Linked DNA regions of Mus musculus: regions 1, 2 and 3 are each linked to region 4. Evidence: chromatin contacts called from public HiChIP or PLAC-seq data. All regions are on one chromosome and are shown on one strand. The core of a region is the stretch at or near the end of the contact, and the rest is flanking DNA. Distances in the headings are between cores, read along the strand shown. Region 1 has its middle 23 kb from the start of B4galnt3. Region 2 overlaps Ninj2 (ninjurin 2). Region 3 overlaps Wnt5b (wingless-type MMTV integration site family, member 5B). Region 4 holds the start of Erc1 (ELKS/RAB6-interacting/CAST family member 1).

Region 1 (7,206 bases), core at 3,232-5,731, 470 kb after region 4:
ATGGCCTCCTTTGATTCATATATTTGAATGGTCAGTTATCAGGGAGTGAGCACTGTTTGAGAAGGATTAGCAGATGTGGCCTTGTTAGAATAGGTGTGGTCTTGTTGAAGGAAGCCTGTCAGCTCCTTTCCCCCTCCTCCTCCCCCTCCCCCTTCCCTTACTGCCTACAGATTAGGATGTAAAATTCTCAGTTATTTCTCCAACATCATGTCTGCCTGCCCATCACTGTGCTCCCTGCCGTGATAATAATGGTCTAACCTCTGAAACTGTAAGCCCCTGGTAAGCACTTTTAAAAAAAGATTTATTTATTTATTTATTTATTTATTTACTATAAGTACACTGTAGCTATCTTCAGACACACTAGAAGAGGGCATCAGATCCCATTACAGATGGTTGTGAGCCACCATGTGATTGCTGGGATTTGAACTCAGGACCTCTGGAAGAGCAGTCAGTGCTCTTAATCACTGAGCCATCTTCCAGCCCCTAAGCGCTTTCTTTTATGAGAGTTGCCTTGGTCATGGTGTGTCTCCACAGCAACAGAACAGTGACTAAGACACCATCTCACCCAGAAGTCTTTCTTTTTGCTCAAGACAGTCTATGTTGCCAAGGCTGGCCCTTGAATTCACGGGCTCAAACAATGTGGCCTCAGTCTCACAAATATTTGGGAGACTACAGGTATACAGTACCATGCCTAGCTTGTATTTATTTCTCTCTATTTTTAAGTAGATGGGCCACGGAGATGGTTAAGTAAAGGAGTCTGCTGTGAAACCTGATGATCTGAGTTCGATGCCTGGGACCCACTTAGAGGAAGGAGATACTCAATTTCAGAAACTTATCCCCTGACTTCCACACACCAATGATGGGAAAATGTAACAAACAATTTAAAAGACACAAAGAAACACACACACACATACACCATAAACCTTTTTTTCTTCTTTTTTTAAAGATTTATTTATTTATTATATGTAAGTACACTGTAGCTGTCTTCAGACACACCAAAAGAAGGGAGGCTTCAGGTCTCATTACAGATGGTTGTGAGCCACCATGTGGTTGCTGGGATTTGAACTCAGGAACTTTGGAAGAGTAGTCAGTGCTCTTAACTGCTGAGACATCTTTCTAGCCCCCATAAACCTTTCATAATTGAATTAAATTGGAGTTCATACAGTTTGCAATTTCTTGTCCATTACATTGTCTGTTCTGCTTGTGCTCCCCTCCCCCACTCTGGTTTTCCAGGCCTGCCCATGTGCTGTCTGTCCCTCTGTTTCTAACACTCCACCTCTGTCTACTTGTGAATTTGCTTTAAGATTCAGCTCAAGCAGAACACCTTACATCATCTGTTGATGGTACCGACGTCATCTTCTGATGGCACCGTGCACACCCACAGTACTTTCTCCTCTGTTGAATCTGTCCTGTGTTTACCTTCCCACCAAACTTTGGAATATAAAGACTGTGACGCTGTGCGGGAGGGACCACACTTTGAATGTGCCAGCCTAGATGTAAATGTCCTTGGCCATCTAGTTATAAACTGTGAGTCACTTCAGGACCCCTGAGATGGATTTGGGAGGCTTGATGGATCTTGATCCCTCTTCTTGGTATGGTCACACACTTGAATAAACCTCCTGGTACATGGAGATTGACTGGGGTGACATGGAAATAGACAGCTTGTCCCCTAACCAGAACAAAGAAGGGTAGTGGTCTGTCCAAGGGAGTCAGGACTGTGCCCAGGTGCAGCAAGCTTGGGGTTTTAGAAAAGGGAACCTTGAGGTGGAAGATTACAGATTCAGAGCTTTCCTATGCAGCCTAAAAGTTGTAAGTACCAGTGGGAGGTTGATATGTTGACCTTTCCTCCATCTTAACATCCTGAAGATGCTGAAGTTCTCAGGTCATAAGCTCTTCATCTCCTTTCTGCTTTCCACTTTTTTTTCTTTCTTTCTCTTTAAGGTTTATTTATTCATGTATATGAGTACACTGTCACTGTCTTCAGACACACCAGAAGAGGGCATCAGATCTTAGTACAGATGGTTGTGAGCCACCATGTGGTTGCTGGGAATTGAACTCAGGACCTCTGGAAGAGCAGGCAATGCTCTTAACCACTGAGCCATCGCCCCTGCTTTCCACTTTTATTGTGGCCTTTTAAATTGGCTTATTGAGCTTGGAGAACAGGTTATGATCTCCAAGTTCAGTAACTTCAGGATTAAAGGTGTGTATGAAAGACCCACAACGTGAGGACTCCCCCACGTTCTGACTCAGGAGAGGCGACACCCCAAAATCACCAACGAGAAACGGTCTTGCTGCAAATTGCAAGAGGATTTTTATTCAAGAGTGCTCTCAGGCCCACGGTCATACACCACGCAGGGGTAGAGGACCGTGGCGCCCCGAGTAGCTGAGTAAGGGGGAATTTAAAGGAAGGAACCACAACTCAAGGAGGTGGGAAGGGCGTTGTTGGAAAATACCAAAAATACCAGTTAAGAGTCACAAGGAAGTACAAAGTCACAAGTGTCAGGTTATCTCTCAAGACAGTTTCTAAGAGCCCCTAACAATCTAAGAGCCCCTAGCAATAGCACCTTTGCATAGTGGGTTCCAGCAATGGTCAGGGTGGGTCAGGGTGACTTTCTTTGAATGAACACTCTTTGAACCCAGGAAGCGGGTGGGTGGAGGAAGGAATGTCGCTATCTGTTTTATGATTAGCATACCTTGGAGCACTGAGTTTACTACTCTTTCATGTACCGTCACAACATTGAGATCTCTCTCCTCAGTGACTCTGGAGGAGCCATCTTAGTGAGACTGGCTGGTTTGCAAACCCCTGGGGATTCATTTCTCTCTGCTCTGCCTGGATCTAGGTCACAGATTGTTTTCCACCAAGCTTGGCTTTCACCTGTTGCTAGGGATCTGAACATGGGCCCTCATTCTTAGACTGTGGACACTTTACCAAGTGAGCTATCTTTCCCAGGCCACAGATTATAAATGCAATCTAGTTTTAGTATGCCCTACCACAGTAACTTAAAAAGAAAATGGTGTTTTTCTAAGGCTTCTAAAATGTTCTATTGGCATATATTAACTTTACACTGTACACATTCACATTATGTAGTTGGGTCATTTTCACTCTTCGTTACCCTTGTGTTGGGGTCTTTCCATGCCTTCTTCTTCCCAATTCACTTCCCTTCTACTTTCACATTGTGTGTGTGTGTGTGTGTGTGTGTGTGTGTGTAAAGTTCATCTGAGTTGTCTACTGAAGCACAGATGAGAGTTTGTTTATAGGATGGGTATCTTATCAGTGGGAACTGGAAGAAAAAAATCTCAACTCAAAACAAAAGATCTTTTATTTCCTTGGTTAGGTTTATTCCAATTTGTTTTGTTTTTCTGATGACTGTATATTTTGTGCACATATGTTTAGAATTGTAACGTCCTTTTGATAGATTTTTTCTTTTTCTTTTTCTTTTTCTTTTTTTCGAGACAGGGTTTCTTTGTGTAGCCCTGGCTGTCCTGGAATTCACTTTGTAGACCAGGCTGGCCTCGAACTCAGAAATCTGCCTGCCTCTGCCTCCTGAGTGCTGGGATTAAAGGCACGCGCCACCACCACCCGGCTGCTTTAGAGTTTTGGGGGTTTGGTTTGTCAGCTAGTAGATTAGGGAATGCTGCTTATTTCCTAGTTTGATTTGCTTGAAACACCTTTTCCAGCCTCTTAGTGTGAGACGGTGTCTGCCTTTCATGGTGAAATGTGTTTGTGCCTCTTGGAAGCAGCAAAAGAACAGGTTCTGCTTTACATCTGGTTGGTGTCCTGTGATTGGAAATCATTAGTATTCAGAAGTATTATTGGAAGGTGTATATTGCTTACTATAATTTGGTAGTGTTTGGTGTTTCCCAAATTCATATTTGTTTAGCTATCATTTGTGGAGAGCTGTACCTCGAGCAATCGCTGTGGAGAGCCGTGCGTGCTGCGAGCAATCGCCATTATAAGATGGCGCTGGCCTCCGCTGTGCCTAACTAGTAAACAAGCCTTGTACGCAGGTGCAAGAGTGGACTCAGGCCTCGTCACTGCCCATCTTGGGGCGTAGTAATGGGATGATGGGCGAGCAACGAATCAGGAGCTGTCACGCCACATCAGGTGCTGAAACGTCACACTGCAGGCTATATAAGCAGCGCCATTTTCTGGGTTCGGGGTCTTCCTGAGAAGTAAGCAATAAAGCTTTTGCCACAGAAGATTCCGGTTGTCCTGAGTGTGTTCTTGCCGGCAGGGACAAAAGCTCGGGCAATAATCATTGTATTATCTAAAGCCTCTTAGTTGTGTTAATCATTTACTTCAGGCCAACCCTTTCAGTATCCACTACAGATCTGGTTTAGTGGCCATCAATCCCTTACTCTGCTTTTATTATAGGATGCTCTTTTTCCATCAACTACAACAGCTAGTTTTCCTGGGTAGACTTATTAAGTTTAAACCAGGCCCCTAAGGTGGCAGTGCTGGTGACAATGTCCTAAACAGAAGGACTCTGACCGGGTAAACAGAAGGATCGTATTGGGTAAACAGAAGCCTAAACTCAGCATTCCTCACGAATCTTGCAAGGAAGGTTTCTGTTTGCCAGGAAAACCACTACCTCCTTTATCTAGGCCCAACTACCTTAATTAATCCTAACAGCCTGCGTCAGCTCAAGGACCCACACCCTCTACCATATAAAATCTGCCTGCCTTCCTGCTAAGCTGCTGTCCTCTATTCTTGGAGACAGATTGGCAGTTTGCTCCCCCGATAAACTTTTCTATCTGGGCGTTGCATGGCCCAGTGCAGGGGTTTCGCTGAATCCTCCCTTACAATACTAATATGGGTGGGCAATTATCGTCCTAACAAACCTGAAATGCAGCCAGGCCATGGTGGTACATGCCTTTAATCCCAACACTCAGGAGGCAGAGGCAGGTGGATGTTTCACGATAGCCAGGGACACACAAAGAAGCCCTGTCTTGAAAAACAAAAATATTTAAAAAAAAAAAACCCTAAAATATATATTTTCTGTGTTCTGACTTTTATTTCATGCTGAGAAATGGGCTTTTATTTGGGTAGGGTGGCTTGCAGGAGTCAGTCCTCTCCTTTATTTACCATGTAGCTCCCAAGATAAGTTCCGGCCGTCGTGCTTGGCAGCAGGCACCCGACTGCGTCATCTCACTTGCCCTATTTATCATTGCTGTGTGCGTATGATGGGGACGGGCACATGCCACAAAACACACGTGGAGTCAGAGGACAACCCTCAGGAATGGGCTCTAGAGACTGAACTCAGGTTGTCAGCTTTCCACAGCAAGTCCTTCTACCTGCTGAGCCCCCTGACACTGCTTACTCAGTGTCGATTTCCAGCATTCGTACAGTATGGGTTTTGTTCAGTGTGTCTAGTTCTCTATTTAATCGCATTTGTACATTCCTACATTGATTCATTTTGTTTAGAGGTTTGTATTTTCTAAAATATTTTGGAATTCATTCAAGTTTATTTATACTCTCATTTCTTAGTATATATACATATATATATATATATACACACAAACACATATATATGTATATATATGTGTGTGTGTGTATGTGTGTGTATACATATATATATTCATATATATATTCTCTCTCTCTCTTTCTACACACACACTCTCTCTCTCTCTTTCTACACACACACACACACACACACACACACACACACACACACACAGAGACAAGATTTCTCTGACCCAGAGTTCTGTGGCTCAGGCTGGCCTTGAACCCATAGAAATCAATCCACCTGCCTCTGCCTCCCAAGTGCTGGGACTAAAGGCGTGTGCCACCACTGCTCAGCTTCTTTGAATGTATTTATAATCATTCTTCTGAATTCTTTGTCTGGAATTTCCCTATCAGTCATTCTCACTGGGGGCCATTACTCTGGGGTTGGTAGATTTTAGAGAGGAACATCCTGGATTTTCATGTTACTCGTGTTTCTGTGTAGGGACTTAAACATCAAGAGTTCATTTTTGTCCTTGGTCCTATGAAGGCTCAATAGATGCCTCAGTGTAGGGGAATCAAGGGTGGTGAGGTGGAAGAGGGTAGTGGGTGGAGGAACACCCTTATAGAAGCAGGGGGAGGGAGGATGGAATAGGGGGTTTTGGGGTGAGGGAGAACGGGGAAAGTGAGTAACATTTGAAATGTAAATAAAGAAAATATCCAATAAAAAAGAGTTAATCTTCTGGCTGACTCGAGATCATCTCCTTTCAGAGTTAGTGTTTGTAATGTTCAGGAATGGATATGTTAAAGCAGGGTTGAAGTGCTGTTTTCCCCTGATAGACTGGTTTCCTGACAACAGCTCTGTGGATCCTCAGCCCTCCCCTGCCAATAGAATGAATCACTATTGAGGGTGGAGCTACTATGGAAATAGAGAGTTAGCGCAGCAAGAGTCCTTTAGGCACTAATGCTTGCAAGGAGCAGAGACAGCCATAGCACTGAACACACTAATCAGTTCTCCTGGGGATTCTCAGTTCCTTTCTGCTGCTGCTATGATACAACACTAACAAAAGCAACCTAGCAGACAAAAGATTTATTTTAGGGTACAACTCCAGGTAACACTCCAGGTTCTTCACTGAGGGAAATCAAGGTAGGAACTTGAAGGCAGGCCTACTTGCTATTCCATATTGTATATAGCATTATTTCCAGCCAAGGAATTCATTCAACAGTCAAAGAAGTGTGGCCAGAACCACGCAAGAGATGGCTTGCAGCAGGGCATGGTGGCGCATGCCTTTAATCCCAGCACGAGGGAGGCAGAGGCAGGCAGATTTCTGAGTTCGAGGCCAGCCTGGTCTACAAAGTGAGTTCCAGGACAGCCAGGGCTATACAGAGAAAACCTGTCTCGAAAAACAAAAACAAAAAAAGAGATGGCTTGCAGGTTCATAGGTGGACTAACTTTTTTATATAGTTTAGGACCAACTTAGGATGGTACCACCCACAGTGGGCTGGGTCTGCCCACATCAGCTAACAGTCTACACAACCCCCACCCCTACGCCACCAGCCATGGCCAAAAGTCAATATGACCTAGCCAATTCTTCATTTGTAACTCTCCTCTCAAAAGAATCTAGTCTAGTGGTTCTATACCTGTAGATTGAAACCCCTACACGGGGTCGCATATCGGCTATCCTGCATATCAGGATACATTTACATTACAATTCATAAAAGTACCAAACTTACAGTTATGAAGTAGCAACGGAGTCATTTTA
Region 2 (7,035 bases), core at 3,038-5,537, 310 kb after region 4:
TGATGAAAAAAAAAAAAAAAATAGCATCGAGCCCAATGGGTTTTTATCTCCAGGATCCCAGGACCTCCAGCTCTCCTCCTCCCCCAACCCTGAGTTATAAACCTAGGTAAGAAAAGAACAAGCTGTGCTCTGGCCAGGACACGCTGCTCACTGGCTTCTGTAAAGACAAATGAAGCGGCTTCGGAACGGTACAGACAGGTAGACAGATAGCAGAAGGACGTTCTCAGCACACTGATGCTTCAGCTATGAGGAAAGAGACCTAGCAAGTCTCTGTCAAGGACAAGGTGCTGGGGACGCTACGGAATTATGTTCACCAGTTTTCTGTCACTGTGATAAAATAGCCAAGTTAATCAGTTTGTAAGAAAGAAAGGATGGGCCTAGAGAGCTGGCTCAGCCATTAAGAGCGCTTTCTGTTTTTTACTGACCCAGGTTCAGTTCCTAGCACCCACACGGTGGCTCTGAATCATCTGTAACTCTAGTTCCAGGGCATCTAGTAACCTCTTCTGGCCTTTGCAGCCACCAGACCTGCCTGCGGTGCACATAGATACATGCAGACAAAACATTCATACTCATAAATTAAAATAAACAAATCCTTTAAAATAAGAAAGAAAATATTATTTTGGCTCATGGTTTTTTATGATTTATTTTATTTTAATTTTTAAATGAGATGTGTGTGTCTTCAAGGGAGTGTGTGCCTATGAACGCAGGTGCTGGCAGAGACAAGAAGAAAACATTGGGTCCCCTGAGGTTAGAGTCACAGGCCTTCGTGAGCCACCCAGTGTGGGGGGCTGGGAACTGAACTCAAGTCGTCTGCAAGAGCAGTTGGTGGTTCCAACTGCGGAGCCATCTCTCCAGTCTCTGGGCAAATGGTTTCAAAGGCTGCTTGGCCTTGCTGCTTTGGCCTTGTGGCAACTCAGAGCATTATGGTAGGAGAATGTGAAGGAGAAGTCTGCTTGTCCCATGGCAGGCAGGAAGCAACCATAGAAGGGCAAAGGGGTGGGGCCCTAACATCCTCAAGAGTATGACCTAATGACCTAATGTCCTATTTAAAGCTGCACTGCCTCCCAATAGTGCCTTAAACTAAGGACCAAATCTTTAAAGATAGCCCTCTACAGGACATTTAAGATGCAAACTAAAGCAGTCTTTTTTTTTTTTTTTTTTTTTTAAACTCGTGTTTTCCTTCTGATATATTCTTAGTTCAAGCTAGGCATCATTACAGCAACCTTGCTGAGGTTAGGGGACTTGGGAAGAGAATAGTTCTTCTAATGAAATGGAGCAGTTTGGACTTTGCAAGTGTCACAGCACCTAGGGACTTCTCACCCCTTATCTGCCTTCCTAGGCATTCGGCACCACAATTACTTCACTTCAAAGGCAGTGCAGAAGGGTATCCCAGTCCCGATTTCCAGCCTTCAATGTCCTCGAAATAATCCTTAAACTTCCGAAGACCCCCACCAAATTGACTCACTTCCTCCCTTTCTCTTTTTCTTTTTCCACAGGGTCTCATATAAGCCTAGGCTGGCCTAGAATTCTCTTCCTAGTGGAATGAATCAAGAACTAGAAAGTGAGGGTTGGTGAGATGGCTCAGTGGGTAAGAGCACTGACTATTCTTCCAAAGGTCTTGAGTTCAAATCCCAGCAACCACATGGTGTCTCACAACCACCCATAATGAGATCTGACGCCCTCTTCTGGTGTGTCTGAAGACAACTGAGTGTACTTATGTATAATGATAAATTAAAAAAAAAGAACTAGAAAGTAGGTGAATTTAGCCTCTGGGGCCTGAGGAAGGCTGGGCAGGTAAACTGGGCTTTGAAAGCTAAACAGACTAAGGAGAGAAAATAATGAAAATTCTTCCCTAGTCCTGAATACTTTTAAAAAACTCTGTCTCCTCTTGGTGCGTGTCACCTGCTCCTGTTTATATCCTTCGCCCGCCCCCACCTCGATCTAACAACCCAGAGGCTCTGATTCGCCTCCTTAGTGGGGCCTGCAGCTCCCATTGTGGAGGGAGGAATGAACACTTTGGTTATTTTCAGATTCATGATGACGTCAGAAGTGGCCTTCCCCCACGCCCTGCCTTCATCCGTTCCCTCCAACCGCTCGCCCCTGGTTCTTCACTAAGACATCCCCACATGGCCGGGCGTGGTGGCGCACGCCTTTAATCCCAGCACTTGGGAGGCAGAGGCAGGTGGATTTCTGAGTTCGAGGCCAGCCTGGTCTACAAAGTGAGTTCCAGGACAGCCAGGGCTATACAGAGAAACCCTGTCTCGAAAAACCAAAAAAAAAAAAAAAAAAAAAAAAAAAGACATCCCCACATGACCTCTGCAGGCGATGGATGTCTGCGGAGCTGAAGGTCCGGAGCCAGCATTTTCAGTCTCCCAGGAGCCTCCCTAAGCCTCGCAGCTTCCCTGTCTTGCATGACAGCTGTTTGTTTTTTGTGGAGAGCTGACAGTGCATGCTACCTGCCACCCAGCGTGTGGAGACACGGTCCTGCCCTCGGGCCTCTGGGAACCTGAGCTAGACAGACAGCTCCAGATACAAACACAGCTCAAAACCGGGCCAGCTGAGGCCTGAGCTGAGAGCCCTTTATTTCTATATATATGTTAAAAAAAAAAAAAAAAAAAAAAAAAAAAAAAAAACCAAATAAGCTAACCAGATGACTTCTGTGGACAAAGTGGCAGGTGGGGTGGGGGAGACACAGGGGGAGCGACATGACAGGAACATCTTTGTTTCGGATTAGAAGGATGTTTAGTGCAGGCACCACAGGGTTTCTGGTAATGGAAGATGGTGATGTGGCCATAGGCAAGGAGGAATTGGGAACAGAGGACAGACCTAACAGGAGTCAATGGGAGGAAGGGGCCACCTGCTGGGCCTCCCATGGATGCCCCCCTCCCACACATCACCTCTCTGCCCACCAGACTGCCCTTTGGGTCTCAGCCCCAACACTGGCAGTTCAGATCAAACCCTCCTGACCAGGTGCCCGTGGAGAGGGCAGTGGAAGAAGGCAGGGATGGTCAGGATAGATCTTAGGAGACAAGAGTGTGCTGTGGAAGATGCCCACTCTCCAGCCAGGCCAGCCTGGGCTCTTCCTTAGCTCTGCTCTTCCCAGAGGTTCTCACATTCCTGCCCAGGAAAAAAAGATCTTGTGGTTTAACTACACCCAAAAGAATGCCACACACAATGCCTGCCATGTGATAAAGGCACAGACATCACTTTTTGTGTAGGAAAATTTAAAAAGCTATTTATTTTTTTAATGTATAAATTAGGACTAGATAATAAATTCCAGAAACAGGGTAAGTTTGTGTTCTTCACAGGTGACACAGGAATGACAGGTTTGACATGTGTGTTACAAGGAGTTGGCTCATGAGCAGGGGGCAGATTCCTTGGTGTCTTAGATTATGGCCCTAAACAGACCGGCCTGGGACAGGAAGAGAGGAGAGAGTCTAGGGTCTGCCACTTGAACTGCATGCCTTTGGACAAGTCACTAACCTTTCTAGGTACACTTTACCCCTAATTCTATGGTTCCACAGGGCCTACTTGGCATCTCCTGGAAACAGAAGACAGTTATTGTTCGATAATTGGGGGAAGCTATTTGAGATACAGGAAGAATATGGACAGAGAAATACTTCAGAAAGTGTGGTCAGAGTTACTTAAGCTAAGTGATTTCATTTTATTTTTTAGGATTTATTTATTATTATACATAAATACACTATAGCTGACTTCAGATGCACCAGAAGAGGGCATCAGATCTCATTACAGGTGGTTGTCAGCCACCGTGTGGTTGCTGAGATTTGAACTCAGGACCTTCGGAAGAGCAGTCAGTGCTCTTACCTGCTGAGCCATCTCTTCAGCCCATGTAGAAGGCATCTTAAGAAAGGCCTCTGATGTGGTGCCATCTACTTGTGATCCCAGCACAAGGTAGCTCTCTGGTGAGTTCAAGGCCAGCCTGGTCTACTGAGTGAGTTCAAAACAAACAGGGCTATGCATAACACCCTGTCTTAAAAAAGAAGTGGGGGTAAACAAAGGATAGGTGCCTCTTCCCCTATCTAATTTAGAGTTTAGGGGAAAATAAAAGGAAGTTCTTGGGCCAGACTACAGAAGTAAACTTGATAGCACAGAGCTCTTTAAAGAACAGATTGTCTGTGCTGTGGTTCCTCTGGTCATGGCCCAGTTCTGTTAAACAGAAGTCCGTGTGTCATTTCCCCCACATCCACACTCACATGTGTATCCTAGCAACCCCGCCTGCAGCTGTGCTGAGCACAGATGTTCAGGCAGCTAATCCACCAGCAAAGCTGGGTTGCCCAGCAGGTGCTTTCCCACTGAGCTGTGTTCTTAGCACAGTGCCTGCTGTATGCAGTGGTGGGCCCATAGAGGTCAAAGGAGCACCCAACAAAAGGCTATGCTGCAGAAACGTGGTAGTACAGGCCTGTAATCTCAGCATTCAGGAGGTCTAGGCAGGAGGATTGCAAGTTTCAGGCCAGCCTGGATTGTATAGTAAGACCATGGCTTAGATAGATAGATAGATAGATAGATAGATGGATGGATGGATGGATGGATGGATGGATGGATGGATAGATAGATAGATAGATAGATAGATAGATAGATAGATAGATAGATAGATAGGTGAATGGATGGATGGATGGATGGATGGATGGATAGATGGATAGATAGATAGATAGATAGATAGATAGATAGATATTGTTATTGCTTAATAACAACCAGAAAATAGGACAGTGTGTGCTCTGACCCCTTCCTATGAGCAAGAAGAGTCACTTTATCTCCAGTCAAGGACTTCCTCTTCTCCAGTAATTACATGGTGGGGCAAAAGCTTTAGTTCCGAGTCAGCAGATGGGGGATGAGTCATGATGTCTATGGTAGCTGGCTTGGCTTATGTGCCAGGTGGGGCTTTAGGCAAAAGAGCAGAGCTTCCAACGGGCCCAGCTGCATTCACCTGATGGAGCTGATCCTGTGTTTTGGGGAGTTCAGCTCTAAACATCTGCCCACCCTTGTCAGATAGGGAAAATAGACACACAGGATGAGGAGTGTCAGCGGCTAGAGACGGAAAGAAGTCAAAGAGGACTGTAGCCGATAGCCACAGTGATATTAGGATGAAGGGATAGAGACGGGGACAGAAAGAGTCCTGCACTAGGAGTCAACCGGGGCTCATACGCTGACTAATGCTGGTGGCATAACCTTCATGCTCATCCATCATTTTCTTCATTAAAAAAAAAAAAGGAGAAGTTTAAAGGAATCAGAGTGTGAGAGCACATGCTTGAGAGTTCCAGTGCTTGGGAGACTGAGGCAGGAGGATTGTTGTGAGTTTCAAGCTAGCCTGGGCTCAACTTATAAAGAAAATAAAAGGGAAGGCAAGGGGGGAGGGGTAAAGAAGGGAAGGGAAGAGAAGGAAGGGAAGAGGAGGAAAAAAGGGAAGGAGGGAGGGGGAAGGACAGGAAGAGGGAGGAGGAAGGGGAAAGGGAGGGGAAGGGAAGGGAGGGAGAAGGGAAGGAAGGGTGGATACCATACTCAATGAAAGAGGACTTACAAAAGCAGAGGCAGCTCGTGTGCATCTCTGTGGCCTCTGGTTCATGATCTAGGGCTTTCTTTGCACAAATGGTACCTCTTTGGTAAGTGTTGTTCAGATCAATTATTTAAAACAAAATAAGAGGCTGGGGTGTCCCTCACTGGTAAGGAGCCTTCTTAGTTCACTGGTAAGGAGCCTTCTTAGCTCACTGGTAAGGAGCCTTCTTAGCAAGCAAGACACGGGGCCCAATCCCCATTACTGCAGGGAGAAGAAAAAGCAAAAGCAGAAAGGAAGGATTGAGGGGCTGGAGGGGGCTCTGTGGCAGAACACAAGCTGAGCCCGTGCAAGGCTCTGGGTTCCATTCTTAGCTGCAAGACAACACAAAGTCCCTGGGTCACCTGGTTCCCTTTGCTTCTCAGGGCACAGAGAGAGATCCAGTGAGGAACAGGACCTTGCCTAAGGTTGCACAGGACAGCCAGAAGACAGAACATAGAAAGCGCCCATGCTGTGACAGATGCTCAGAAGTCACTCAGCTCCAGTGCCCTTCCTTTCTAACTGACAGCACCTTTCTAACTGATAGCACCATGAGTGAGTGGGTGGGTCCTCAGCTTTCCCCACAGCTTTTTGTTTTTTCTTTTCAAGGCACTGGAATCAAACCCAGGACCCTGGCTGTGCTAGGCAGGTGCTCCTGCTGCAGCATATACCCAGGACCCCAACTGTGCTAGGCAGGTGCTCCTGCTGCAGCATATACCCAGGACCCCAACTGTGCTAGGCAGGTACTCTTCCTGCTGCAGCATATACCCAGGACCCTGACTGTGCTAAGCGGGCACTCTCCTGCTGCAGTATATTACCAGGACCCTGACTATGCTATGTGGGCACTCTCCTGCTGCAGCATATATCCAGGACCCTGACTATGCTATGTGGGCACTCTCCTGCTGCAGCACATACCCAGGACCCAGACTATGCTAGGCGGGCACTCTTCCTGCTGCAGCATATACCCAGGACCCTGACTGTGCTAAGTGGGCACTCTCCTGCTGCAGTATATACCCAGGACCCTGACTATGCTATGTGGGCACTCTCCTGCTGCAGCATATACCCAGGACCTTTTTTCACTTTTTATTTTGAGACTGTTGTCTCACTAAACTGCCCAGGCAGGCCTTGGAAGTGTGACTCTCCTGTCTCAGTTTCCCAAGTAGCTGGTATTACAGGCCTTGCTACCAGGTCTGGATGACGCCTCTGTTCTTGCCCCCATTCTGTACGGCCTCTGAGTTACTTAGCTGAAACCAAGCTGCTAATTAAGACCGGAGTGGGGTTTACTAGTGGGAGCGACTGTTGGCATCTTGCCCACCACACTGCCCCTGTGTTGTGAATTGAGCAGCTTGGTTAGCACTCTGGGCTGAGACTATCTGGATTTGAATCCCAGTTCCACAGGGGTTGTGCTTTGGGTCATAACCGTCCCCCAAAGAACGTGTACAAAAGGCTTAGTCATCAGTCCATCATAGCAGAACATTTAGGAGGAA
Region 3 (7,650 bases), core at 2,223-4,722, 400 kb before region 4:
GAACATCAAGGCCTTTCACTTCCGAGGGCACGCGGGAGTCTCACAGGAGCAGGCTTTGGTGACTAGTCTCCTCCCCCAACACTTTGGCCTTTGAAGAGCCACATGGAATGCTACATCTGAATACCACCAGCTCTGGGCCACTTCTCTCAAATCTTTCGGGAGGTTCGTCCGTTTCCCTTGTCCCACGCACTGGTGTTCCAGCCTTTGCCTCGGGTGGCGAAACACACCCGCCCCGAGAAACTTTGTACATTTGGAAAATACCGCGCGCGCGCGCGCGCACACACACACACACACACACACACACACACACACACACACACACACACACACACACAGCACAGCACAAGCTCCAGGCGGTCCCACGCTGGCTCACCACGCTGATCCCGAGCGTCTGGGTCTCTAGACTGTCCGGGAGGGGGCGGCAGATGCTTTTTAGACCGTTGGTCTAGGAAATATGTTTAACCTGGGGCCACTAAGAGAGAAAGGTGGCCGGAGCAGGATTCAGAGTTGGGACAGGCCTGTTCCCCAGTCCTTTTGGTTTTCTTGCTTGAGGTCTGAGTTGGGGCGGGGCACCAACAGGCAGGTGTGTGGAGCCGACAGGGAGCAGATCAAAGAGAGACTTACTCCTTTGCTTTTGTCATGTAGAACCAGCTCGGAAATGACCCGGCCTCTAATTCGGGCCACTAACAACTCCAACTTTCCTAACTGACTTCACTGCCTCATCTGAGAGATGTCCCTTTCCCTCCCACCCCCCACCCCCATAAATCCTCCTCCGCCCCAGGACCGGAGGTCTGTGAACTCAGAACTTAGAGAGATGGGGCGAGATAGGGCTGGCTCCAGAAGCTAATGGCTTTATGGAGGGGAGGGTCCAGGTCTGGGATACAGAGGATACACAAGAGAAAAACTTCAAAGGGGTTCCTTATCCAAACATCCCCAGCTTCTCCTCCCAGTCCTTCTTGGGGACCATTCAACCTTCTCAACCTGGCCAAACCACCACAGACTAGCAAACTCTATACTCCTCCCCAGCACCCTGCCCCTTGGGGCAGTACATAATCCCAAGACCAAGTAGCCCAGGTTTCTCCCAATGGGTCATGAGCCTCCTCATACCAGGTTCCCCATCTTACACCCTCTAGCAAGTTCCTAGGAAATCTCTCTGCAGGTCCTAAGTCTAAGCAAGGCTAAACTGGGTGACAGTGAGGCCATCGGTTCAGAGACAGGCAGCCAATGCCTGCTAACATCGCTGTGTTTGCCTTCGCCAGAGGCTGATAGGCTGTCTAGGACCAGATTTCACAGAGGCTGCAAATTCCACACCTACCTGTCTCAGAAACGCAAAGGGAAACTGCACCGGGCCCCAGCAGCTCTTCACCACCCTGTGTGCCACCAAGTTCCCAGCCTACTACAAGTGGAAATTTAAAGATTGCCCTAAACCCAACCAACCAATCAAACAGAGACCCAAACAAAAAAGTCTCTAGTATGTATGTTGTTCCCACTGTCTGTCAGATGGGAGGTGCATGAAATAAGGCACACAGCAGTATCCTCAGGAGCTCTGTCCTGGCCAGCAGTGGTCCAAGGACTGACGCTGGGCAGTCATCTTCTCTTCTGACATGCTTGCAGGGTGTGTCGATGGACAGTGTGGCGCTAACGGAGATGTTTTAGTCCCGCTGCGTAAAATATCTCACATCCACCCTAAGAGACAGGACACAGATGTGGCCAGAGTCCAGGGAGCAACTGCTGCCAGTTTGTATTTTAATAACAAATTTCTACTCGCTGCTAACTTAAGCCAATCACCCTAGGGTGTTCCACACCTTTCAAGACCACAGAGCTACTCAGCATAGGCAAACCAAGCCAGAGCTCTAGCACATAGCTAGCTAGTCCACTGGCTTTTACTCTGGTACTCATGTGTGTGGATCACTGAAAGAAACACTGTAACAACTCATATTGAAACATTGTTGATGACTGTGGCTACACAGGCCTGTGATTGCACTAAGTACCACCTGCCTGTATACACTTTAGATGAATGGACTACACAGGACAGGGGTTATATCTAAACCAAGCTGTGCTCACAGGGATGAAGCTGTTCCCTCCCCTGTAGCTACTGATGCACCAGGAAGTAAGTCAATAGCGGCTGTAGAGCAGAGCCTGCATTTGATCTCCGAATCTTACCACGCCCCCATCCATGAGTTCCCAGCCAAATATAAATAAATATGAATAAATACGCAAATAGGTTAGCAGCCCAGGGTCAGCCTCCTGCCACTGACAGGAGCTGGGCAGGCCAGCTGAGACCTGCGGTTGCAATGAAGTATTGTGTAGGAATAGATATGAACAAGCCACAGATGCATGTAACCACGCTCAAATCTTACCAACAGACCACAGAAAAGCAAGTCACAGCGAACTTAAGTGTAAGCCATACAGAAAAACAAGAAGCTGGTTATCACCGATACCGTGTGTGGGGGTGGGGTGGAGGGGTGGGGGTGTCCTCTCCAGGATGGGACAGGGGACCATGATGAGGAAGAGACCTGGAATTTCTGAGTGCCATGCTGGATAAAGTCACTTCACTATGCCATATATTTGGCTATGCATATATTATGTCCACATGGTGGCTCTGTGCCATTTCCCATGTTCCTGAGTTGTACGTTACACAACAAAAATGTTCAAAAATGAGAAAAAAAAAAGTCCTATTAGTGTGCCTGGTGGAGCTCTGTGAATTTTCTCAGTCTCATAGGGCAGACAAACATCCTTTTCCCTCTGTCTTTTCTCCTTACAAAAAGAATATTCAAGCTCAAAAGGAAATATTAAACAAATGTTTATTAATTTAGAGACAGCCCCATGGCATAGCTATTGGAGGGTGGGGCAAGACAGGGAGCAAACCGGCACACAGACCCCAGCATCCTCTCCACGAACCAGCCTGTTTCCACACCAGGCAGTATGGCTTCCTCATGCCTTGGAAAAAACAGGCTTTGGGCACGCTACTTTCTGTGTCACTTCCATCTTATTTTATTTTTTTGCCGGTGGTCACTCTTTAGTTCATAGATACCTTTCTTCTTTAAACAGGCTTTTTTTTTTTTTTAATTTTAATAGTAAGAGAAGATTAATGCAGCAATGTAAGGAAGACTTTATCAGAAAACCCCAGTCTCTCGAAGGAATCCCCGGATGCTCATCTTCGGTTCAGCTCAATTAACACAGGCTTTCTCTGCCAGCCTTAATTATTTCTCCCAAGGGTCTCTGCTTCTACCCTGCCCCCCATTCCTCCTTCCCGCTTTGCTCAGCGGATCCTCTTAGCCCTTAAGGCACAGCATTCCTTTGTGTGATCTACTTCCTCGACAGTGGGTAGAGACGAAAATTTAAAAAGAAAAGAACCTCCGAGGTGGAGTGGGAAGAGGAGTTACCAGCCCCACCACCTTTTGCAGCGGCCTCTGGAGAACTCAAATGTGTCTCGAGAAGCAGTGCCCTGGGGGTGGGGCGGGAGAGAGGGTGACAGAAGGGAGGAGATTTAAATTCTGGCACTTGCTAGAGATGTTAAAGTAGAAATGCATTTGGCATTCCCGGGGAGGAGCCGGCGGGGGAGGGGGTGTCGGGAAAGCAGGAAGGAGAGGCGCCCAATTGCAGTGCTGGAGGTGGACCCAGAGCTCCATGTACCCAGAAATAGAGAATCCCAGACCACCAGCTTCCAGCGCCACAGAAAAATAAGTGAAGCGCTCCCATTTGCACCAACACAGTGAGAATAAATGCCCCAAAGAAGCCCCCAGACTCCAGGCTGTCCCTCGCTGCTGTGGCCCTGGAAGCGGCAGGTCCTCTTACTTGGAAAAAGCACCGTTTTTCTCCCCAGTTGTCAAGCAAAAGTCCATGCAAGTTTTACTCTGTGCAGAAGATAAAGGATTTTCATCCATTTAAATGATGAATTACAGTCATTTAAAAATGGATGGCCCCTAAGTGAGCGTGGCTTAGGAAATTATTCCCAGGAACCCAGAAGCCAAAGCTTGGAGGGTTGTGGGAAAGGTGTTTAGATGCTTTCATCTTGCAAAATGACTTAGTTGGTCTGCTGTGGAGTTGGGGGGGGGGTGCGGCTATGGGCTGCTTCCATAATCTGCAAACTCCCCAGTTTACAGGGAGGGGAGGGTGTGCAGCGCACACACTGGATCCTCACCGAGGACCATTGGCAGCTTGTCTATACCAGCTCACTGACACAGAAATGCTCCTTGTGCTACCAACTCAACATACTGCTGATTTTGCAAACAGGAGCATAGTTGAATGGGACTTGGAGAAGGGCCAGTGAGATAGCTCGGCAGGTAAAGGGGTCTCACGTGCGGCCCAACGACTTGATCCTCAGGACCCACACTGTGGAGAGAACACACTCTTAGAAGTTATGCTCTGGCCGGGCGGTGGTGGCGCACGCCTTTAATCCCAGCACTTGGGAGGCAGAGACAGGCGGATTTCTGAGTTCGAGACCAGCCAGGTCTACAAAGTGAGTTCCAGGACAGCCAAGACTATACAGAGAAACCCTGTCTTGAAAAAACAAAAACAAAAAAAAAAGAAGTTATGCTCTGACCACCACGTCTCTCCCTCTCTCTCTCCTGCTTGACTCATTGATAGTTTTTGCAGCATGAATATAGGCTCTGCTGGAACACAGACTCCCAAGGCTTTTGACTTTTCCTCTCTGTTCTCTCATATATAGTGTGTGTTGTTATATGTATTATAGCTATAGTGATCATTTTACTAAATTCACATTTCTGGCTATATGCAGTTTTTGGAAAGACGTTACTCTGTTTTCCAAACAACTATATAGAGTATATGTGTTTGTGTGTATCTGTGTGTGATTATGTCTGTGTCTGTCTGTGTGTATGCTGTTATGTGTGTATCTCTGTGTTTTGAGTCACAGCGTGTCATGGTGTGTGTCTGCTGGTGTTTGTGTGTATTTCTGTGTGCCTCTGTCTGTGTGTGTGTTTCTGTGTGTATATGCCAGTGTTTGTATATATAGCTGTGTGTGTGAGTCTCATTGTGTGTGTCAGTGTATGTATCTGTTGGTGTTTTTATGTCTGTGTGAGTGTTTATGTGTGTCTGTGTATGTCTCTATGTGTGAGTCTCATTGTGTGTCAGTGTATCTGTTGGTGTTTTTATGTGTGTTTGTGTGAGTGTTTATGTGTGTCTATGTATGTCTCTATGTGTATGTCTTTGTGTGTACGTATTTGTTCGTGTCTATGTGTGTCTCTGTGTCTATGTATTTGTGTATCTATGTGCCTGTGTGTCTGTGTACCTGTATGTGTGTGTGTCTGTGTGAGTTACAAAATGGTAAGCCACCATTTCGGTGCTGGGAATCAACCTCAGGTCCTCTACAAGAGCAGCAAGTACTCTTTATTATTATTATTTTATTTATTTATTTATTTTTGTTTGTTTGTTTGAGACAAGGTTTCTCTGTGCAGCCCTGGCTGTCCTGGAACTCACTCTGTAGACCAGGCTGGCCTCGAACTCAGAAATCCACCTGCCTCTGCCTCCCAAGTGCTGGGATTAAAGGCGTGCGCCACCACGCCTGGCCTCACTGAATCATCTCTCCAGTCCTTTGGATGGTGCTTGTAACAGCAACAGGTAGCAAACTAGAATGGGGTACAATGTCAAAATCTAGGGAAAAATAGAACTTATGTGCTCTTGGTGCAACAGAACCTTCACACTGGAGCCAATTCTTGGAGCCTTGAGGACCCACCAAAAAGTCCTGGCTTTGTTCTGTGGCTTACAGGAGTAGTTCCAGGTACCACACAGATGGAAGCACTATCAGATCTGTATTTAGGAAACATAACTATTTAATGACAATAATGGCTGATGGAGCTTAGGGGGTGAAAGGCTAGGGGCTGGGCTCCCAGCAGAGGGGCCAGAAACCATGGAAACCTGATAAGGTGCTAAAGGAGAGCAAGGGTCACAGTCACGTGAGAGGAAAAGGGATGGAGTTAGTACTGAGAACCAGCCCCCAGCACAGGACTGGATTGTCTACCCATGTAGGCTCTCCCTTGGTCACCACTGAAGGGGAATAGGGCACAAGACTGGGATAGGATTCAGTGGCCCAGCTCTTACCAAGCATTTGCAAGGACTCGGGTTCTATCCCAGCACTGCAGAGAGACAGGGAGAGAGAAACAATTGTCTCCATCCACACATAGCCTTGGGAAGAGCCCAACCACACACACACACACACACACACACACACACACACACACACACACACACACAGAGGGAGAGAGAGAGAGAGCTTAAAGTTCATGTACCATTTAAATGAACAAAAATGGGGCCAGCAAAATGGCTGAGTGGCGCTTGCCACACTAGCCTGGCAACTTGAATTCCATCCTGGGGCCCATGGGACGATGGAAGGAGAGACCCAACTCTATACACACTTGTCCTCTGGCCACACAGCACGCAGTGGTACATTCAATTATGTGTGTACACCGTGCACACACACAGATGGCAGATGTCACATCCAGCACAGCTCCAGGGACTGACATAACTGGAGAGATGAGGGAATGAAGGAAGAAAGGGTCCTGGGACACACAGAAAAGCTGGGGTCGGGTGGACTGGAAGCCCTGGTGGAGAAGCCTCGGCACCCAGAAGCTTGCTGTGTCTATTATATACAGTTAAACAGGGAGGCGGATTTATAGCATGCAGTGAGCAGTCTCTGTCGGGGAGTAGTTCCCAGTAGTCATGTGAGGACACGACTACAGTGAACATTTTCTGCACACACTGCCAACATTCACACCTAGACCAGAGGAAGGCTTTGCCATCCATCCCTCTGATCTTTGCCAGTCAAGTGGGGCTGAGGCATTGGTCCTTGACATGGCAGTGCCTGTGTCGACAGCCCACATTTATTCAGGATTTCACTCACTCAGGGCTTCCTGTGTTTCCCACAAACAAATGATGATATAATAATAGTAATAGTAATAATAATAATAATAATAATAAACAAACCAACCCACAGACAAATGCCATACCACTAGCCTAAGAAAGGGTGTTGTATGCGGACAAGAGCAGGTGGATGAGCAGTGACGTAACCTATGCTTCTAGATTTGCACACATTTATCCAAGAAATCGTTCCATTCTCTTGGGATGTGTCTTCCTGTTCAGACCCTTGGTGGAGAGCTCTAGAGTTAGTTACCCAACTGGCACACAGTGTGTCTGTATCGCCTGTTGCTGGGATATCTCAACTACTGAGATCTCGTGAGATTCTGTAGCTTCCAGGATTCACCTACGAAGCCCTCCAATGAGCAGCCCCCAAGCTCATTCCTTCTGTGATTACGATGAGCACAATAGCCACGATCATTAGGACATGGTCCCTGTGTGAAAGGCCTCTCTTCTCCAGCCTGGGACACTGGTGAGAGGCGATGGAACCTTTTTCAGGCGAGTTCAAGAGAAGGCAATTGGGTCCCTGCAGTTGTACCCTTGAAGGGGATAAGGAGACCTTGGGTCTTCCCAGTCTGTCTCCTTAACATTTCGGCCCTAGAGTGAAGAGCTTCCTCTACCACAGGTCCCCACCATGATGATCTTGCCTCACCACAGTCCCAAAAGCAACACAGCCAACAATGACCTGAAACTGTTTCCTCTTTAGTTGCTTAACTACCTAACAGACCCACACAACAGCCTCCAAAGCCGAAGACAGAGCTTCAAGACAGAAAGCTG
Region 4 (7,233 bases), core at 20-2,519:
CATCCACAGTGGGAGAACCAAGTCCCAAAAGCTTTGACCTTTGACCTCAAAGAGGGAGGGAGTAATCTATCGTGTGTATGCCAGGCACACACACATAATGATTAAATAAACGCAAAATGTATCAAGGTCTATTGAAAAACAAGATGTAAGAGACAGTTGCACTTTAAACGCTTAAGCAATTTCATACAGTCATCTCCAACAGAACTGTTCACAGTTCGCTCAAAGCAATCAGCCACAACCACCTGCAACTATTACTCTGAGTCCAGGGCCTTTTCTTAACGGGTCAACTCAAAAATGAAAAATGGTACAAAGAGATCAAGCACAGGAGAGGGGGTTGAGGGGGGCAAGGAAAAGAAAAGGCTGATAGCACTTTTGAGGGGCTAAGAGTAATGAGACTCACTCCTTCATGGTTGGTTGCTATAGAATGAAGTTGTCTAAACACCAACATCTTCCTTCTTGTGTGTAAAAACCTCACTCACTCGCGCTCCCAATTTACCAACCCCAAGTCAACGCAAAGGGATTCTCTTCCCTCAGCGAATTCTACTCATCTGACCAAGAAAAGAACCAAAACCCTAGAGTGGCAATGTGAGATCTGCTGCAGTAGCCCCTCCAGCTACCTCCAAGGCGACATCCATGCCTCATTTTCCATCTGAAATACAACCTTTCCTCTTCTATCTAACCAGGTTCAAAATAATAAGATCATCTTAAACATTTTACATCCGATCCACCTTGGCCGCACCCCAACTCCAGGGCTCCCCAATAGCCCCACATCATGCCTCCCACCCTCGGCTCTCGGTGGGCCAGAAGCCCCCCACCTCCCACCTCCAGCAGCGATCCTTACCGCCAGCGCCTTCGCTCCCGCCCAATCCGGGAGCTCCGCAGGGCGCGGCCGCCGGTGGGCTCGGGTGCGCTGGGGCGGGGTCCGCCCTCCCGACCTCCCCATCCTCCTCCCCACCCCCGGCCCAAAAAGGAGGGGGAGGGGTCCCCAAGCCTCACCTACAGCTCCGCCCCTCCCCAGGGGCGCTCTGCCCTGCCCAGCCAGGGCCGGGAGCGCCGAGCCGGGTAGGAAACGACAAATGCCTCGGCGCCTGCGACCTCTGGGCAGATCGAGGTTCCGCCTGACGAGCGAGCCGCTGCCGACGCGGCCGCCTTACTCTCCTCAGGGCCGCCGCTGCTGCTGCGGTTGCTGCTACTGCTTCCCGGACAGCCTGCCGCCGACACTACCACAGCCGCCGCCGCCGCCGCCACCGCCACAGCACGACCGGCGCCCGCGACGTCACCACGCCCCGCCCCCCGCGCACACCTAGCCCCACCCCCTGTCGCCCGCGCGGCGCCCTCGCCCCGCCTCCCGCTCTCCCGGGCCGCTGGGCTTTCCCTCGTCCCACTGGGAAGCGCCCCGCTACGCCGCTCCACGGGACCGCGCGCCAGGATCGACAAGTGCGGCGCTCCGAGGCCGCGAAGGTAACTGGGTGCCGAGGCAGGGTTGCGCCACACGTAGCGCCGCCCCTCACACACACACCCACACCCACACCCACGGCCGAGCGTCCACCGGGAGCCCGGGCCGCGATATTGAGCGAGGAAGGTGCGGACGAGGAGGGGCGGCGTTTGTCTCCTCCTGCTTGCCGTAGGACGTGGACTGCTGGAAGCCCCAGGAGTGGAGTGGCCTTTCCCAAACCTGGAGTCGCCCCGCCCCTTCCTTGGCAAGCCCGTTACCCGAACCCTGGGACGGCCGCCACCTTAGGAAATAAATAGCTCAGGGCTTGTCATTAGAGCCACGGCTGCCTGGACACCCTTTGTCCAAGAGAAGTTAGCTTCTCTCACCCTTGGCTTTTGCGCTGTGAGGCTGTGGAAGGCAATAATACTCTTGAGTCATCTGGGCTGTCCAAGCGGTCATGGCAAAAGACCCTCGCCTCAGTAGGTGGCTTTTTTTGCAAGGATCATTCCAGGGAGGAAGAGTGTGGGCGGAACCTGATGTCCACATGCAGTGTACTGTGCCAAATGCTTCACCGCGTTACCTTTTTTATTTAGCCCTCACACCAAGCAAGGCGAACTACAAAGCAGCTGCTACCTTATTTTAGACAGCCCAGTTTTCTGCTGCTGAATTTCAACCTTTGCCTTTTGTCAAGAGCAAGCCAAAAAAAAAAAAAAAAAAAAAATACGGAGGTGGGGGCAACACATAGTTACTAATCTTAAAAATGTAGATAAGCTATCTCTAAGCCGAAAATCCAAGGGTGGTGTGAATTACACTCATCCCCATACTCACAGCGCTTATTAAGCTAATTTGAAATGCCTTTGAGATGAGAGGAGCTAAGACTCACCGGTTTACTCATCCCTAACCTCCCACCATCATAATTAACCGGCTTACACTCTTCCTAATCCCATTAACATCTTCCCCCATCCTGTAGTATTCACGTTCATCCACCAAACTATATTTTGTCCTTTCCAGATTCTCTAATTGTTCCCTTCCAAAATGCACTTGGGTCATTACAGCTCCTTGGGCACACTAAACTGATTCCCCTTCAGTACATCTAACATATGACAGCCAATTGTTAGAGAGTGTGCAGCTAAACGGGACTATTCAGCAGCCAGAAAAGAATCTTCAAAGATTTCGTTTCTGGGGCTGGGAAGATGACTTAGTGGATACGAGCATTTGCTCTACAAGCAGGAGAACCTAAGTTTGAATCCCCAGCACCCACATAAAACCCAGGCATGGCTTCAAGTATCTGTAACACCAGCACTGCAGAAGGAGGACAGATTGATCCCAAAAGATGAGCTTCTGATGCAGTGAAAGACCCTGTCTCAAGGCAACAAGGCAGAGGGCAATAGAGGAAGACACCTGATGTCATACTCTGGTTCCTTACACACACACACAGAGAGAGAGAGAGAGAGAGAGAGAGAGAGAGAGAGAGAGAGAGAGAGAGAGAGAAATTGAGAAATTGAGATTTCATTTCTTAGATATCTAGGTACTCACCCATTCAAGCCATTCTTTATGGGCTGTTTTTCCAGATACTTCTCTGTATAATAAGTAAAGAGGCGCTTGCCTTGCTATAGGTGTATGTGTCTCTGTTGGGGGTTTTGTTTATCTGTTCGATGCATGGTCCAGGATGTCCTGGAATTCACAACAGTAGCTGGTCCAGTCTCCCTAATGATGAGATTGCAAGCAAGTGACACTACACCTGGCACTCCCCGGGGGATTTGTATGTGCTTGGCACCTGGTCCCCTTCCTCTTCTCCAGTTTCTCTCTTTTGGGATGAAAATATCTGTCCTGTGTATGTCCCAGCTTTGTATCCTGGAAGTGTGTAACTGGTCTGCTTCTTAGCTAGAGAGGATTTTGCCTCAGGATGACCCATCTCCAGTATCACTCATATATAGTTTAGATAATATAAAGACAGAATGTCTTTTATCTGAAATGCTGGGACCATTCTGTTTTTCAATTTGGGGGTGGGAGAAGATAAAAGGATACACTTAAGGAGGTATCGAGGACAGAACCCAATTCAAAACACAAAGTTAATTTATTTCATGTATATCTTTATCAGCAAATATATCCTGAAAGGCACTTAATGCAAGTTTTTTTGGTTGTTGGTTTGATTTGGATTTGGTTTTTCAAGACAGGGTTTCTCTGTGTAGACCTGGCTATCCTGGAACTCACTGTTGTAGACTGGGCTAGCCCTGAACCCAGAGATCAGTCTGACTCTGCCTCCCAAGTGCTAGGATTAAAGGCATGCACTGCTACCACCTGGCTCATGCAGTAGTTTTAGTTTGTTCATAAAGCAGGAGTTTATAATGTGAAAATTTCCACTGGTGTACCATACTGGTGGTCAGGATTTTTCAGCTTTTGAAACATTCCACATTTTTTATTAAGAATATTTAACCTCAGCCGGGTGGTGGTGGCACACACCTTTAATCCCAGCACTTGGGAGGCAGAGACAGGGAGATTTCTGAGTTCGAGGCCAGCCTGGTCTACAAAGTGAGTTCCAGGACAGCCAGGGCTATACAGAGAAACCCTGTCTTGAACCTACCCCCCCCTCAAATAAATAAATAAATAAATTTAACCTCGCTTTGTTTTGTTTGTTTTTAATTTGGGGAAATGTTTATTAGGTGCCCCCCATGGGAACCTCACTGTATTACCTAGACTGGTCTTGAACCAGGCTCAAATGATACCCTATAAACCCTCAACCTCCTACATGCTGGCACTACAGACTTGTGACACCACACCCCATTTAACCTGTATTTAGTTAGATAAGATTTTGAATTTAGAGTTCATGTGGATGTAAATGGTCTCTTGGAATAAATAGAATGCATTTTTAAGTTGAGGCGGACATAAATCCGATGGCCTGGAGAACAGAGTTATATGGATTGAATTAAGTTTTTGAAATTGTAATCCTCAAAGATGCCATCTTCAGTCTGTGGTATGGCAGCACTAACCAACTAATAGAGACCCTAACAAAGAAGTTGAAAAGCCTGAATATAATGGCTCATATTTATAGCTCCAGCACTCTGATGGCCAAAATGTGAGCATGAAATCACCCTGCACTATGTAGTCTGCAAATAAAATAAAAAGAGGCTGAGAAGTACCTAAAGACGTGTGAAAGGGGAGCATGGACTTGAGAAAACAATCTGTAAGTCAGATCTCTTCCATATCTAGAACTCAATAGTACAAAGACAATCCACATTGTAAAATGAGAAAAGAATATGAATCACTATTTCTTCAAAGATATCCAGATAGCCAAAAGAACTTGAGAAGTTGCTCATTACATTAGTCAGAATTAATTATAGGCCAGCCAGAGCTATAGAGAAAAACACTGTCTCGGCACTTAGGAGGCTGATGTGGCAAGATTACCATGAGTTTGAAGCCAGCTCAGGGTACAGAGTGAGACTCAGTTTCCAAAACAAAAGAGAATGTAGCTCAGTGGCAGTGTTAATCCCAAAAATGAGAGGAGAAAGGCCACTGACCCAAATCACCATGGCCAAATTAATTAAAGGAAGCTTTTTTATTTGTGTACAGGGGATGCCCAGGCACGGTTTAAGAGGTCAGCATTGGATGTGAAGAAACAAGGCTTTTTATAGCTTAGGAGGAAGAGGTTTCCAAAGTAGACAGGGCTACAGGAGCAGAGCATCATAACAAGTTAGTCTTTTTTTTTTTTTTAAAGGGTTTTTTTTTAACATTTATTTATTTGTTTGTTTGTTTGTTTATTACATGTAAGTACACTGTAGCTGTCTTCAGACACTTCAGAAGAGGGAGTCAGATATCGTTACGGGTGGTTGTGAGCCACCATGTGGTTGCTGGGATTTGAACTTCGAACCTTCGGAAGAGCAGTCGGGTGCTCTTACCCACTGAACCATCTTACCAGCCCCCACAAGTTAGTCTTAAAGACCTTCTGAAACAGATATGGTTGGAAGGTGGGCATAACAAGGTAGTCATAACAACAGGTCGTCAGAACAAGGTTGTCATAGGTGGCCATATAACCTTTTGAAACAAAGGTAGGGTTGCAAGATGGTTAGAAACAAAGACAAGGAGCAGAACCATCTGTAGTTAAGGTTACAGGTGGGACATAGCCCAGTCCTTGAGAAACAAGTTTAATCATAAACAAGAGAGAACCGAGTTTGTCTTTTACTATAAGATGGCTTTTAAACCTAAATTGGAAAAAGGCTGGTTCTTAAGCAGGAAGCCCTAGGTTCAATACCCAGTACTGAAAGCAAAAATAAGAACAACAAACTTTCTAAATAGCTATGCACACCACTAATGCATATCTAAGTTCTCTTGTGAGAACTTAGTATAGCCCTTTCTTCTTTGTAGGTAAGTTGAAAATAGAGCTTTCATTGTGTGTGACCATACATAGAATTAAAATTAAGACTGATAGCCAAGCCCATAGTGGCACACACTTCTTGTACCTGTACTTAGGAGAAACAGACAAGAATCTGGAGTTAAACAATACAAGAGCTACCAAAAAAAAAAAAAAAAAAAAAAATACCATTTAAAAACAAAAACAAAACAAAAAAACATGGTTCTGTAATCCCAGTACTCACAGGGGTAAGGAGAAGTGTCCAGAGTGTGAGACCAACTTGAGCTAGACTCTGTCTAAAGAAAAAAAAAAAAAAAAAAAGAAGGAAGGAATGAAGAAAGGAAGGAAGGGAAAGGAAAGAAAGAGAGAGAGAAAGAAAGAAAGAGGGAGAAAAAGAAAGAAACCAAATTAAGATGGTCTGTTACCGAAATAGATAGAAAACTGATTATGAGAGAGAAACTCAGGCTGGAGAGATGGCTCATCGATTAAGAGCACCTACTGCTCTTCCGGAGATCTTGAGTTCAATTCCCAGCAACCACATGGTGGCTCACAACCATCTGTAATGGGATCCCATGCCCTCTTCTAGTGTGTCTGAAGACAGCTACAGCATATTCATCATATATAGATAACAAATAAATAAAAATTTAAGCTGTATAATCCGGACACTTTGGATTCTCCCTTCTCCTCATCTCTCTCTGCGTGCACGTGCCCCCTTCTCTTTTTCTGTCCCTGCCCTATCCCCCTTTCCCCATAGCAACTTCCCTGGCCTCAGTTGGGGCCCATAAACTCATCCATCCACCAGAAAGCAGCTTCCCTATAAACCTGCCTTTATACAAAAAATAAAAAATAATTTTAAAAGAGAGAGAGAGAAACTCAGATGTTTGCCAGAATTGCTGAAGTCTGGACTAGAGAAATGCTTCGGTGTGAAAGGTGCTTATTCCCACTGTAACTCAAGTTCCAGAGGACTTGATGTCCTCACACAGGCATGTGAGGTGAAACACCAATGCACATAAAATAAAATAAATTATTTTTTTAAAAATTACCTAATCTTTAAAACTCAAGTCACGTTAGATACATCAAAGAACAAGTGGTGTGGAGGGTTCAGCTAAAGAAACTATCTAAAATGGTGAACAAAAATAAAACGAGAAAAAGGAGTTTAAAGACACACAGGAACTAGGTGTGGTGGTGAAATCTGTGCTTCCAGCTACTGTGGATCCTGAGACAGGAGACAAGATCAGCTTGGCTAACCCGGGCAATTTAGTGAAACCCTTTCTTAAAATAAAAAGTAAAAATTAGGCTGGAAATTTAGCAAGTGGTAGGATGGTAGGATGCTTGCCTCACATGCATGGGAACCCAGACTCTCTCTCTCTCTCTCTCTCTCTCTCTCTCTCTCTCTCTCTCTCTCTCTCTCTCTCTCTCTCTGTGTGTGTGTGTGTGTGTGTGTGTGTGT

The links. HiChIP or PLAC-seq counts read pairs in DNA pulled down with a chosen protein or histone mark.
Region 1: an H3K27ac HiChIP or PLAC-seq map of extraembryonic endoderm stem cells shows a contact between it and region 4. The contact joins the enhancer-like site here to the promoter of Erc1 in region 4. A contact is called at or near these places in 7 of 39 promoter capture datasets (the 3T3-L1 cell line, the C10 cell line, fetal liver and 3 more), 2 of 484 Hi-C or Micro-C datasets (bone marrow-derived macrophages and embryonic stem cells), 20 of 115 datasets of contacts at active chromatin or transcription factors (the 230-238 cell line, cardiomyocytes, embryonic limb bud and 12 more) and 1 of 9 other capture datasets (embryonic stem cells).
Region 2: an H3K4me3 HiChIP or PLAC-seq map of bone marrow-derived macrophages shows a contact between it and region 4, with 2.4 times the contacts expected there. The contact joins the enhancer-like site here to the promoter of Erc1 in region 4. A contact is called at or near these places in 1 of 39 promoter capture datasets (pre-B cells), 4 of 115 datasets of contacts at active chromatin or transcription factors (bone marrow-derived macrophages, embryonic stem cells and pancreatic cancer cells) and 1 of 9 other capture datasets (liver).
Region 3: a contact with region 4 is called in an H3K4me3 HiChIP or PLAC-seq map of craniofacial prominence, with 4 times the contacts expected there. The contact joins the enhancer-like site here to the promoter of Erc1 in region 4. A contact is called at or near these places in 2 of 39 promoter capture datasets (both in liver), 1 of 15 datasets of contacts at CTCF or cohesin (large pre-B cells), 1 of 484 Hi-C or Micro-C datasets (the N1E-115 cell line) and 11 of 115 datasets of contacts at active chromatin or transcription factors (the 230-238 cell line, the SCID.adh cell line, bone marrow-derived macrophages and 7 more).

Annotation. Positions count from the first base shown.
Region 1 is chr6:120,314,195-120,321,400 of GRCm38.p6, forward strand. No RefSeq gene overlaps it. Among named protein-coding and RNA genes, the nearest start is that of B4galnt3, 23 kb to the left of the region's middle. Within about 2 kb of position 4,482, at least 16 of the 459 cell types and tissues checked have an H3K27ac peak or open chromatin away from gene starts, as enhancers often do. A contact at or near this core is called in extraembryonic endoderm stem cells, liver and pancreatic cancer cells, where this site is marked.
Region 2 is chr6:120,150,849-120,157,883 of GRCm38.p6, forward strand. All of the region lies in intron 1 of Ninj2 (ninjurin 2), which reads left to right. Among named protein-coding and RNA genes, the nearest start is that of Gm25327, 11 kb to the left of the region's middle. Within about 2 kb of position 4,288, at least 120 of the 459 cell types and tissues checked have an H3K27ac peak or open chromatin away from gene starts, as enhancers often do. A contact at or near this core is called in bone marrow-derived macrophages, liver and pancreatic cancer cells, where this site is marked.
Region 3 is chr6:119,448,844-119,456,493 of GRCm38.p6, forward strand. All of the region lies in intron 1 of Wnt5b (wingless-type MMTV integration site family, member 5B), which reads right to left. Among named protein-coding and RNA genes, the nearest start is that of Gm40397, 15 kb to the right of the region's middle. Within about 2 kb of position 3,473, at least 99 of the 459 cell types and tissues checked have an H3K27ac peak or open chromatin away from gene starts, as enhancers often do. A contact at or near this core is called in the N1E-115 cell line, craniofacial prominence, embryonic forebrain and 2 more, where this site is marked.
Region 4 is chr6:119,846,881-119,854,113 of GRCm38.p6, forward strand. It overlaps Erc1 (ELKS/RAB6-interacting/CAST family member 1), which reads right to left and starts at 1,270. Exons shown (of 21, transcript NM_053204.2): 1 at 997-1,270. 3110021A11Rik (RIKEN cDNA 3110021A11 gene) reads left to right here and starts at 1,313. Exons shown (of 1, transcript NR_030776.1): 1 at 1,313-2,149.